2 separate regions of the Muntiacus reevesi genome follow, and region 2 is linked to region 1. The links are chromatin contacts, called in public Hi-C maps. All regions are on one chromosome and are shown on one strand. Each heading gives the region's core, a stretch centred on a gene start, on an enhancer-like site or on the middle of the called end of the contact. The rest is flanking DNA. Distances are from core to core; before and after follow the strand shown.

The links. A called contact is a pair of places that touch in the nucleus more often than the background predicts.
Region 2: a Hi-C map of muscle shows a contact between it and region 1, with 4 times the contacts expected there. The contact joins the promoter of NOL10 here to the promoter of ODC1 in region 1. A contact is called at or near these places in 2 of 3 Hi-C or Micro-C datasets (blood and muscle).

Annotation. Positions count from the first base shown.
Region 1 is chr3:18,959,862-18,966,742 of mMunRee1.1, forward strand. ODC1 (ornithine decarboxylase 1) reads right to left here and starts at 4,115. Exons shown (of 11, transcript XM_065928587.1): 1 at 3,843-4,115; 2 at 1,026-1,159; 3 at 581-754; 4 at 245-417; 5 at 1-38. The coding sequence starts at 1,127. LOC136165822 (small nucleolar RNA SNORA42/SNORA80 family) reads right to left here and starts at 2,606; the gene lies at 2,474-2,606.
Region 2 is chr3:19,169,140-19,176,020 of mMunRee1.1, forward strand. NOL10 (nucleolar protein 10) reads right to left here and starts at 3,011. Exons shown (of 21, transcript XM_065928589.1): 1 at 2,816-3,011. The coding sequence starts at 2,881.

The DNA of each region.
Region 1 (6,881 bases), core at 2,865-5,364:
CTGCTTTGGAATCATCAGTGGCGATACGCAAAACCAACCTAGAAGCAAGAAAAGTATATCAAATTTCCCACCGACACAAGATCACCTACAGCCGTGGTTAAAATAACTCCTTGGCTCTGATACCCTGTGGTCTAATTTGGTACACAGATAATTTACTAGTATGGAAATCTAACAACTGGAAATTTGAGTTTGTTCACATTATACATGTCCTGTATCTGATCCACCCTCAAATGGAGTAACTCACTTGGCCTTTGGATGTGCCCTGGCAACTTTCATCAGCTCGACTTCACTATCAAAAGTCATCATCTGGACTCCGTTATTGGCGGCATACTTAATCTGAGACACTTGTTTACACGGATTGGCATAGATAATCCTCTCTGGGGGCACCCCAAGACTCTGCACCAACTGTATTTCAGTCTGAAAAAGAAGAGGTATTTACACATGTAGCTAATATATGGAAAGCTGGCCCATGAGAAGCTGGCACCATGCCCACTCTCTTTAGCACCCTCTGCTCAAGCAAAGCAATTCTGATCTGCCCTGCTGGGACAGACATCATTTGAGTTCTGCTGCTTTTGCTCACCTTGCTGGCACAGTCAAATCCTGTCCCAATGGCAGCGAGTGTCTTCACTATGGTTCTGCTATCATTGCATTTGACTGCATAAAAGGGGGTGACCCGAGGAAGAGCTTTCAACCATCTCAGATGTTTCTTCAGAATGTCTCCCAGGTCCGCAACATAGAAGGCATCCTTATCATCCTGCAGTAAGAGTGGTTACAGAAGACCCATCAGCAATTTTAACAGATGTGACCAAGGCACAGCCTTCCCTTCTCTTGCCCATCATTCTCATGAACCCTACTCTAGTCAATCATGGACATGATAATCACTATTGTCACTGGAGGATCCACAGCCAATTATAAACTCCCAATTCCTGAACAAGCCATTTCCATAAGACCCCTCTGAAGTTTCCCATTCATCTGCCTAACATTCTCAAAGCTGCACTACCAGCACGGACTTCACATATACTTACAGAAGAAGAAACTTCATTAATTTTTTGGTCCAGAATGTCCTTGGCAGTAAAGCCTTCATCCAAGAAATGGCAGTCAAACTCTTCATTACTAAAGCTGTTCATGGTTTCTTGATGTCTTTTTGAGACACAACAAACTGCAAATAGAGCAGACAAATCTACTCAGAAGTCTTTTTAATACTTACTAACTCCTAAGATAAACTTGCAACAATCACAAATACTTACATAGAAAACTTAAGAGATGGAATTTAAAGGGATTATGCCCACTTTTCACAAAGGCAATTTTCCAGGAATTCCAAGTCCACTGAAGATGTGTGTGCTCTCTGTGCAGCAGTGGAAATCTTTGATAAACACACAATCTGCTGTCCACCTTCAGAACACATTAAATTGGAAGATCAGGCATTGACAGCACACACACACACACACAAGAAGCAGGGCTACTAAAGCACCCTCCCTGGGTTTGGAAATCCCATTATTCCTAGGTTTAAGTCCCATGATTCTATAAATCTCAATGGAATGAGGACCTCACAAATTCAACACTAGAGTTTTTCACACTCAACTTCCATATATAATACTGTACTTAGTCACTCAGTCGTGCTTGACTCTTTGTGACCCCATGTACTGTAGCCCTCCAGGCTCCTCTGTCCATGGGATGGATTCTCCAGGCAAGAAAACTGGAGTGGGTTGCCATGCCCTTCTCCAGAGAATCTTCCCGACCCAGGGATGGAACCCATGCATTGCAGGCAGATTCTTTACCAGCTGTGTTATCAAGGAAGCCCATATATAGTACTGTCCACCTCAAAAAAGGCACTCCAAACATCCTTGCTAAAATGCAGAATAGAGGTTTCAGAAACTTTCCTGGACTTAGTCCACTGAGAAGGAAAAAGCTTCATGACAGTTAGCTTACTTTATTTCAGACCTGTTTTTCTTTAGAAGCTTAAAACACTATTATAGCAATTTTGCAAAGCTGCCGTATTTCCTACATCCGCTAAGTCTTATACAGAAGAACTTTCAGTGACCAACAGACATTGTTATCAATTTACTGAGTGCTCTAAATTTTCCTGAGAAATGAGCTAATTTTCATGCTAGGCATATGTTTTTTTTTAAAAAATGCAATCTAAAAAAATCAACAGAATATATTACAGCTGCTGCATCTGAATGGCAATCGATATTCTAAAACCAGCACTGCCTATTAAACTAGCAATTCTGGGAATCCCAACTATCCTCACAGGCACTCTAACTTACAAGCTTGGCTATGAATGATAATCACCTGGGAATCATTCAACTATGAATTACAAGAATTAGCAAACAATTTATGAATAAGCAAAAATAAGGCTCATTTAACCATCAAAGTCACAGTTCGTGGCATTCACAAAATGTGACATTGGTCAATGAGTTACCTTAAAATTATTATTTTAATCTATTTAATCTGATAGGGAGGGCATCTTTTCCACTGTGCAACCCGCTTCAGTGCCTGCAGCCTACTGGCAGAGGCCAGGCAATGGTTCGGGGCCGCGTTTGCTCTGGCATGGGACACTATGAGAGGCCCAGGGGGACGAGCCTGCCATAAATCCAAACCCATGCATCGGAGAACTTGCAAGACTTGATCTAATGTGACTTGCTGGCTTTGTCAACCTCCTAGTTTCCTAATTCGCCCTTAGGAGAAGGGAACAAAATAAACACCAGCACACACATTCTGTCTACAAAAGTAACATTTAAATAGGGTCACCAGTGATAGACTGGGCCCCTTTAGGGTCTTTAAAAAAAAAAAAAGAAAGACAACATTCAGGCTTAAATTTACCAAGTGTGTGTTTCTCAGAAACACACCACTATTAAGTATTCTGCTTCCTTGTATCTTTCAAAGCTTTACTTCAGTAACTTTTGATACAGAGAAAGTTCACCCCAGAACATCTTTGGGTGTTCTTTCTGTATAGCTAAATTACTTAAAAAAGACATGGATTAGCAAAACATGGTCCTTCTCTGGTATGAAATTCTTTCTTGCCAATTGGGAAACGTTAGACAGGTACTAATTCAAACTGCAATTGAAAAATACAAATCGATTAAATTTTAGGTTTGAATGAAATTAGCACATTCTGTCCTCCCTACTAGACACTCCTAAGAGGTTCTATTTCAAACAGTCGGCCGTTTGGGGAAAATCTTGGGACTGGCTCCTACGTCTTAGTCGTTCGCCTGACCTTTAATCTAAGGACTTTTCTTAAATCACCAAGTCATTGAAAGATTCCGTCAACATTTCTAAGCCCGGCCGAGCAGTATCAGTTACACACGGGTTATCTCAGCTCTAGCGATCTGAGTGGCTTTCTATATTGGGCCATTCGCTCTGTACACACAGCAAGGAAAAAGGGGAAAAAAAAGAAGCTAAAATATAAATGAAAATTCCAGGGCAACACGGCGGAACGGCACGTGCACGAGCGGCCGGCACCCCGAGATCTGTGCCGGGCTCGCCTCCTGCCTCTCCTGCACCTGCTGCCGGACCACCACATGGTGTGAAAAAAATATAGCGGCTGAAGGGTTGAGCTTTTCAAAGAGCTTCCGGCTCAGAAAACCCTCACTGACGTGGTTCAGAAAAGGTGAACCCCGGGCCGTTCCAGCGCCAGGCTGCCCTTGAGCCGGAAGGGGTCGGGGCCCGGCTCCACCCGGGACCCCCAGGGCCGACGGGCCGGGCTCTGCGACCACGTGTCCTCGCAGCTCCAGGCGCCCGGTCTGCCCCGGCCTCCGGGACACGTGGCCGTCACCCCCCGCCTCTCACCCGCGCCCGCCCGCCCGCCGGCCTCCCTACCGCCCGAACGCTACCCCTCTTACCTCAGAGCGCAGGGGCGCGGGGGGCCGACCCCATGGAGACAACGCGCCGCCGCCGAGCGCTGCAGGACCCGCCGGCCGCCCCGCCGCCCCCGTCAGCCGCTCGCCCGGCCGCCCGCCGCCTCGCTCCCTCCCGCGGAGGACCGCCGGCCCGAGGTGGCGCCGGAGCGCTGGCAGAGGGGCGGCGGCGGCGGAGGCTGAGAGGGAACTGACAAAGCCCTGCGCGCCGCCGTGCCGCTACTTATAGTGCCGCGCGTGTCGTCATGGAGACGCACCAGCTCAAACCAGCCGCGATCGGTTCCGTCCGGGCGTCCTCCCCGGGAGGGGGAGGGGCCAACCCGGGACGGTGAGAGGGAGGGGCGGGGGGCGCCGGCGGATCGACGTCAGCGCCTCCGAGCCCCGCCCAACCCCGCCCAACCCCGCCCCTCCCGGGCCCGCCGCCGGCCCGAGCATGCGCACCAGCCGCGGGCCCCCGGGGCTCAGCGCGCTTGGCCGGCCGCCTAGGGCGGGGAATGGCTCGCACGCCAGCCGAAGGATTGCAAAACCTGCCTCTGACCGCCCGCCGGATGGCAGCGTGTGCGCCAAGCCAGCGCTCTCCTTCCACCTGGCATCAAATGCCGCGTGCCCTCCGGCAGAGAACGGAAATCGCTGGGCGCGAGCGGGCCACGTGGACCCTACCTGGCGGACCCCGGACCTTTTCTTTCTGCGGGACGTCTGCATATGCCGGTGGGAGGGCCTGGAGGTGATCCTGGCGCAGCTCCACCCCACGAAGAAGAGGGGCAGGAGGCAGAAGGGGCAGCGATCAGCGGGCAAATTAAGAGGCACAGCTCTGGGCGGCTCTCGAGCCGCTGAGCGTTTTGAACCGCGTCTGACATGTCCGGTTGTCCTCCTAGAAGGTAGCAGGCAGCCGAGGACACGCGAAGAGGCACGTTGCGCTTGTTAAGCCAGAGACTCGTCTAAGGGCGTTAGGGCAAGGGGTGGGAGGTAACAGGTCTGCAAGCCACCGGGTGCTCTACTGTCCTTTGTATTGTTGTTCAGTCGCTCAGTCGTTTCCGACTCTGCGACCCCAGGGACTGCAGCACACCAGGCGTCCCTGTCCTTCACCATCTCCTGGAGCTTGCTCAGACTCCTGTTGGTTGAGTCGGTGATGCCATCCAGCCATCTCATCCTCTGTCGTCCCCTTCTCCTGCCTTCAACCTTTCCCAGCATCGGGGTCTTTTTCTAATCACTAGGCTCATCAAATCAGGTGGCCAAAGTATTGGAGCTTTAGCCTCAGTCCTTCCAGGATTTATTTATTTTAGGATGGACTGGTTTGATCTCCTTGCAGTCCAAGGGACTCTCAAGAGTCTTCTCCAACACCACAGTTCGAAAGCATCAATTCGTCCGTGCTCAGCTTTCTTTATAGTCCAACTCTAACATCCATACATGACTATTGGGAAAACCATAGCTTTGACTATTCAGACCTTTGTTGGCAAAGTAATGTCTCCACTTTTTAATACACTGTCTAGGTTTGTCATAGCTTTTCTTCCAAGGAGCAAGCATCTTTTAATTTCATGGCTGCAGTCACCATCTGCAGTGATTTTGGAGCCTATGATAATAAAGTCTGTTACTGTATTGAGTGGCGCTTATCAATGACTTCTCTGAGGGCAGCTGTGATTGGCTGTCTTTGGGAGGGTTATGTGAGTCCCAACACAGCAACAGTGTCTATGGGAGAAATACCATATGGCAAAAACTGGGAAATTAGGAGTCCCCAGGAGTGCAGCCAAGACTATGGTGGAGAACTGGCCTCTCCCAGATGCTGCCCACCCTCACCACCCCTGCCAACCTCAGGGAGGCATGTGGGGCACTTTTTCCCCCTTGCATTTAAAGTGTTCCTTCCCTTGTAGACAAAGTCCAACAGATACCATTATGTCCCAACGTAGGGTGTGACTGACCTGAGGGCTGCGGGTGGGAGTAAAAAGGTGTGAAACTAGCCCTAACCACACAGTCAGTGCAGGGGACAAGCCTGGCAGAGCTCAGTACTATAGTCTACCTTGGTCTCAACTTGCTGTGTGACCTTGGGTTAGTTACCTCCCTTCTCTGGGCCTCAGGAGGAAATTGGACTAGATGACCCAAGGATCTTCACTGCTACAAAAACCTCCTTTGTGAAGAGTACTAGTTTTATGAATGCAGAAGTGAATGAGTAATCGAACTTTCCCTGGGCCATGCGTGGCTTCCACAGAATCAAGGAGACAACAGAAGAGAGTAAACAGCAGCGAGTCCTCGTTACGTGAGGGGACATGACAGCTGCCTTTTCTCTTGGTCACCCTGATCAATTTCATCTTTACGTAGTCCTTGAGCAACCACAGTACCAGGTACCACTAGGGAGAGAGAGGGGGAAGTTACTCTACCCCAGCAAGTTTAATTCCTAGGAGGGATTGAGATTAACAATGCAATAAGCAGTCCCATCAGAGAACATTACAGCCCCAGGCACTCACTAAGTGGGACAGCTTCGTGGTGAACACTCTGGGATTTGTCCCCGCTCTGTGAAGAAACATTTTGTTCCAGTGACATGCAGATTTTTTTCCCTCAAATTCCGGAAGTCTCCCGGGTCCAGTGCCAAGGCCAAGAAGGAGCATTGTCTGTGCTCCCTGGCTCTCCCAGGCCCATCAATCAAGCAGTCCTTGTGGTGATCACTGTCCCCTGCTATTGGGCTTCCTTCCAGTGGGGGGAACCGGATGTCTCCGAGTATGGGCTCCTAGTGGGAGCCTTGTGTGGGGAGAAGGCCAGCCAGCCCCCCTGCCCTGCGTCCTGCCGGCATCTTGCTGTTATGTGACCTTGGCCATCTCCTTGACCCTATATGAGCCTCTCTGTCTCCAGCCATCAACAGTCTGGCCCTGGTCTAGGGTCTCTTTGAACTCAGTCCTGTGATCATATTTTAGAATTAAAAGTATTCACTAGAACAAAGAGGCGAATTCTCGATTCAGGAAGCCAAGTGATCTGTCTCTCTGCCAGTCACACGTGCTACTCCCACATGGGTCACCCCCACACACGGCCTCTCCT
Region 2 (6,881 bases), core at 1,761-4,260, 210 kb after region 1:
TTGCAGGCAGATTCTTTACCTGGTGACTTCCCTGAGTCACCAGGGAAGCCCAAGAATACCGAAGTGGGTAGCCTATCCCTTCTCTAGCAGATCTTCCCGTCCCAGGAATCAAACAGGGGTCTCCTGCATTGCAGGCGGATTCTTTACCAATGGAGCTATGAGGGAAGCCCAATGCTATAATTCCCATGCTATGAGGGATGTTCATACATCATGACCACGGAGCAAAGAGGAAGGGATGGAGACTGCCTTCTAAATGGGAGCCTGGGACCTTAAAAGGGCCAGAAATTCTGTACCACAGTGATGACAGGAAGGAAAAACAATTCATGCTGGAGTTTCTGTACAAACTGACAGCACTCCAGGACAGCACACTAGACAAGAGTCTGTCCTGCACACTAGTACAGGAATGAATCAGTCTAAGTTTTAAAAGTTCACCAAAGACCTGAAAGTTGTCACTGATTCCAGGCATCCTCTTTGCGTTCTATAAAAATCACTGCTAATAGAGAATGGCACTTTACCAGTGCCAAATAATTTAACTTGAAACCCAGCAAAAGAGCTCCAGAGATGCTGATAACCTAAATCTCCCACTGGACAGGCACCCTGCCATCATTAGGGAGAGAAAAAAAGAACCTAGTGGATCTTACATTTAAAGTAGGTAAAGCAAAATAGGCAATTTGTTGATAAGTCAGATTTACTTTAAAAGAAGATTCAGAGATTCCCATGGCAGGATACACATACCTGTTTACTCAACATTTCCATCTGAAATGTTTATTAGAACGTCAAAACTTCAATATCAAGAAATAAAATTTTGATCTCTTTTGCCCACTACTTTCCCCTTGACCCACAATGTGCTCAATTCTCCATTTCAACTATCAGCAACATGGTGTCCCCAGTCATTCAGATCCAAACCCTAAGAGTTCTCTCTGGATTCTTTCCTTCCTTTCACCTCAAGTCCCTACAGCTATTCAACACACTAGCAAGCGCCACTAGCCTATCTCCAAAACGCCTCCTTTATTCCACCAAATCTTAGTATCTCCTTTGCTACCATCCTAGCCCAAGCATCAGTCTCTCAGTTGGACCATCTAACTCATCCCCACTCTCTCCCCAGCTGCAGTAATCTGACGTGGAGTAGCCAGTTTGAAACTCAACAACAGCTTCCAATAGCATTAAGAATAAAGCCCTAACTTTCTACCTGAGCCTACAAGGCCCATCTCTTCAGTCTCATCTGCCCCCACTCTCCCACCTCACTGAGCATTCCACAGCCACCACCGTGGTGCTTCTGTGTCTCCAACGTGCCAAGTGCATTCCATTGTGGGTCACTGATACCTGTTCTCTCAGCACAAAAAAACTCTTCCTTTCCCCTTATCTTCACAAGACTTCATCCTTTTCATCATTCAAGTTTCTGCTCAAAGGTTGCCTCTTGTAGAGAAGACTGCCCTCAAGGCTTTAATCCAAACCACTTTCTCTGAACACTTCATTCACAAGAGCTCTCTTATAGACACTCAGCACTCAAAGCATTTATCGGTATCTGAAGTTGTTCTATTTGCTTACTTATTACCCTTTTCTCCAACAGGAAACCATATCTGACCAGTTCATCACGTATCCCAACACTTAGCTCAGGGCTGCCTGCACGTACTCACGTCCCAGGAGATGCACGGAGAAAAAGAACAAACTGAGAGGGATCGTGCTGTGTGACAGCTGGAGAAGGAATTATTTAATGTGAACTCTGAGAAGAAACTCAACGCTGGCTCCAAACCTTTTAGGGTCAGACACAAGAAAAAGCTACATTTATTCTGATTTCCAAGGGCAGAACTCAGACCAACAGCAGCATGTAGGAAGGGCCATGTTTTAAAAACAACTGTCTAACAAGTAGTCTCAAGTGGGAAAGAGCTTCTGCCAAAAGTTTCTTCTCACTGGTAGTGCTTCCACAGTGACTTGACCATCACTCTTAAGAAATAACACCGAAGCATCAGAGCCTAGGTGTGTGACCCCTGGACAAGTCACCTTTCCCCTCCCTGGAACTTTGCCTATTTCTAACATGAAAAGATTGGATGAGAACTGCTAACTTTCCAAGCCCCTTCCAGTTTTGACGTCCAAAGACTCAGTGATATCAAGTTAACTTCAGCAAGGTCCAAAAATACCGTCCATGTCATAAATTCTGCAGCGGCAAAGCCTGCATTTTCCTTCACTGCTGTATTTCTAGAACTTGGCATATAACAGAAATTCAATGAACAGCTGAAAAAAGTGAAAGTGTTAGTGGCTCAGTCCTATCAGCTCTTTTGCGACCCCAGGAACTGTAGCCCACCAGGTTCCTCAGTCCGAGGGATTCTCCAGACAACAACACTGGAGTGGGTTGCCCTTCCCTTCTCTAGCAGATCTTCAGGACCCAGGGAACAAACCTGGATCTCCCCATTGTAGGCATATTCTTTACTACCGTCTGAGCCACCAGGGGAGCTGATGAGGGGGCATTTAAACGGGGGAGAAATATCTGTCAACCAACCTGTCCACGTTTTCCTCCTTGGTTGTAGCAGCAGCTATGAATATCCATACAAGTCCAAAGCGATACTTCCTCTGTCTAGAGAACTTTCCCCCAAAAGAATTCAAGAAAAACTCATCTATCCTGATTACCCCGAGGCCCAATTTCCAGCGCGGGGACAGCACGGTCGTCGTCTCCCAGCACCGACCGGCCTCCCCAGGTACCATCCCTCACCTCTGGGCCTCCCCGGTCTGGGGCCGGCCGGGGCCCAGCAGAAACTGCCAGGGACAGGGCGGAGGAAAGAGGGGCCTCCCGCGAGGAGGAGGACCCGACCTGACTCACCTCGGGAAGGGACTTGCCGCAGCTGAGACTGTAAATCTTCACCTCGTTGAGGCTGGAGACCTGCATGGCGGCGCCGAGGAGGCAACAATCCCGGTTCCTGTCCGGGACCCTCTCCCAGCGGCGCAAGCGAGCGTCAAAAACTTAAGAAAGCCTCCCCGAGCGCCTGAGCAGCGTGAGGCGCTGGCGCCCGCGCCGGCGCTCGGTGATTACGCACTTCCAGGTGCCGGTGGGGGAAGGGAAAAAAATGGCCGACCCCGGAAGTGACGGAATTAGGGAAGAGGATCCGATGAGGCTTTAGGAGAGAAGGCAGCGTCCTGGGAGCCATGTGAAGATGGGCAGAGCCGGAACCGCTCTCCCTCCTCAAGGCAGGGAGACGCAGGAAGCTCTTAGGGTCCCTGCCCGGGCCGAAGCGTCGAGGTACCCCGGAGGGCGTGGCTGGCCGGGCTGACTGGAAGCCTTGTGGGGGAGGGGGTCCCAGTCAATGAAGCCAGGTGGAGGAGACCTGTGAGCTAACGCGGAGTGGAAGTAAAGTTCCGTTCTCACTGGTGTTTCTGCACTCTTCCCATAAAAAATAAATGCTTTTGGAGATAGAGGTATTAAAAAAAAAAATTTGGGGGGACTGCTCCTACGATCCTGGGCTTCCTCTTCAGGTGGTACGGGTTCAATCCCTGCTCGGGGAACTACGGTCCCGCGTGTTGCATGGAGTGGCCAAAGATGAAAATTAAATAACTAAATGAAGGTTTTTTTCCCCCATAAGTATTTATCATTTGGCTGCAATCAGTTTTCTGTGCTGCATGTGATTTCTGTAGTTGTGGGGGTTGGATGGGTGTGGCGCGTTTTTGTGATGCTTGGGCTTCACTGCGATGCTTAATGTAAGTGCGGTGTCTTCTTTTGTGAAGCTCTGGGCTTGCAGGCTCAGTGGTTGCGGCCAACGGGTGTGCTTGGCTGCTCAGCAGCATGTGGGATCTTCCCAGATCCCTGACTGTGAAGTCGTTCAGTCGTGTCCGACTCTTTGCGACCCCATGGACTGTAGCCTACTAGGCTCCTCTGTCCGTGGGATTTTCCAGGCAAAGATACTAGAGTGGGTTGCCATTTCCTTCTCCAGGGGATTTTCCCAACCCAGGGATTGAACCCGGGTCTCCCGAATTGCAGGCAGATGCTTTTACCATCTGAGCCACCAGAGAAGGCCCCTGATGGAACCCTGCATTGGAAGGCGGATTGCTATCCACCGCAGGCACCGGGAAAGTCCCTTCATCTGGATTTGGCATTCGTCCATAGAAGAGTCCCCCCCCCCACCCGTGGGGACTTCCCTGGTGGTCCAGTGGCTAAGGCTCCATGCCCCCAATACAGGGTGCCTGGGGTTCGATCCCTGGTCAGGGTAGTAGATCCCACATGCTGCAACTAATACCCAACACAGTCAAAGAAATAAATAAAAACAAATATTATTAAAAAGAAAAAAAAATTCGCCACCCCAATATGTCTCTTTGGCACGTGCATTATTTCCATCTGAAAACAATCACAGCCCAAAAGACATGGGAAGAGGCTTTTGACCTTCCCCTTCTCTGTCTAGCAGAATGTAGCCAGAGGACCTGTTCTAGGAAGGGAGCTGTCACCAGAGATAACTATAGTATGAACTAGGTGTGGTGGACAGGGAAGAACCTAGCAAAGTCTGTTAAAATTCTTCTTGGTGTCCCATTGTCTCTGAAGTACCCAGCAAGCATTTATTTGTTTAGCAACATTTGCTTTTTAATCTCCATGTCAGTTGCCTTCCTCACCTTTGAAGTCTCAAACCATCACCCAAAACAATTTTTTGTCTTTAGCTAACGATGGTATTTGGACCTCCCAGGTGGCTCAGTGGTAAAGAATCCACCTGCCAATGTAGGAGACTTGGCTTCAGTCCCTAGGTCAGGAAGATCCTCTGGAGTAGGAAATGGCAACCCACTCCAGTGTTCTTTTTGCCTTTTCATACTATTCATTCAGGAGGAGAAGGAGGTGACAGGGAATGAAATGGTTGGATTGCATCACCAACTCAGTGGACTTGAGTTTGAGCAGACTCTGCGAGATAGTGAAGGACAGGGAGATCTGGTGTGTTGCATTCCATGGGGTCACAGAGAGTCAGACACGACTTAGCGACTGAACAACAACAAGCAGTATTCTTGCCTGGAAAATTACATGGACAGAGGAGCTTGGTGTGTTACCGTCCATGGAGTCCCAAAGAATTGGACAGGACTTAGCAACTAAGCCACAGCAGCAGTGAGGGTATTTAAGGTGAGGGTTTCTACCGTTTTGGTGCATTGAATAACTGAGTAGTTTCCCTGAGTCTCTCCCGTGTATTCGTGTTAGTACACTTTTATTTGATTTTTCTCGTATTAATCTGTCTGATGTCAGTTTAATTCTTTTTTTTTTTTATTTTATTTTATTTTATTTTATTTATTTATTTATTTTTTTTTAATTTTTTTTATTTTTCAGTCAGTTTAATTCTTAAGCCAGCCAAAGAAAACTAGAAGGGTAGAGAAAGATTTTTTTCCTTCCTGGCAATTCCACTAAATAAGGATATATTTTTTTAAAAATGTACTAAGAAAAAAAAGGAAAAGTGATCAGGAATGAAGTGGATTTGAACCTGATATCTTATGAGACGGGTGTGTGGCGGTATTGACAGTCACAGCCCCTCACTTACATATCGTTTTCAGAAGGTTCACAACCTTTCTCTGCTGATCATCCAGTTACTTAGAGACCTAACTTTACTGTTGCCTAGATCTGAGGACTTAAGAATTCTCGGAGTAGAATATTTTTCTCATTCTCCTATGCTTTCACTGTACTGAATAAACGCCTTTTTTAGTAGATTTTTATTACCAAAATACACAAAATCCTACAAATAATAAATAATGAACGTGAATGCCGTGCTATGCTAGATGCCTGTTCTTGGCAGTTTCCTTCAGGCACTGTTTTCCTTTTAAGTCACAATCTCTCAAGGCTAATTAAAATGTCATTTTTAAAATAAAGCCCATAAAACTTCCTTTCTTTAATTAAACTTGGGATGGTCTCCTTTTTAAAAATTAAAAAATTCATTTCTAAACAATTTTTAAAGGTTACTATGAATTATTGACTTTTACAATTATTTGTAGTTTACTGTTATTACAAAATATTGGTTATATTCCCTATGTTATAAATATATCCTTGTGCCTATCTTACACCCAATGGTTTGTACCTCCCACTCGCCCACCCCTTTATTGTCCCTCTAACTGATAACCACTAGTTTGTTCTCTCTCTCTGCTTCTTTTGTTACATTCTTTTGTTACAGCTAGTTTGCTGTAGTTTTTAGAATAAACATAATACATATATAAGCAATATCATACATACTTATCTTTCTCTGACTGATTTATTTCACTTAGCATAATGCCCCGCAAGTTCTTCCATGTTGCTGCATATGGCAAGATTTCATTCTTGTGACTGAATAGTTTTCCACTGTACGTGTTGATGGACATACACACACACACAGAATTTATCTGTTGATGAACCCTTAGGTTTTTTCCATGTGGTGTAGAGTCCTTTTGAATGTGTTCTTCACCCTGTTGTTTTCTTTCTCCCTCATTTATCATATTATAGGGATTTTGTTTTATGTATTTAGAAGTATAATAGTGTATTGAACTCATATATGTAAAACCAAGTTTCAACAATTCACACATGAACCATCATGTTTCAGCTACACCCTCACCACTTCCTCATCCTTGGATTATTTTGAAAGATTTGAAGTCAGTCCATGACAATTACTTCTGTGGGTTGTAACGTACTTGTCTGACCACCCCTTCCATCTAGATGTGATGACAAGTCTGGGCCTTAATTCATCTCTTGGTTTCCTGGGCCTACCCCAGTGCCTGGCACATAGCACACTCTCAGTTAAGATTTCTTGATTAAAAAAAAGTATCAATTAATCACTCTCATCCTGACCCAAAGTCCTAGTTATTTGTTACCTACGTTTTGGCCTTTGGAATATTGAAAACAGCACAGCTCTCTGACAGATGATGGTTGTTCCAAACATGCCCAGTTATACACCTTGTCTCTCCAA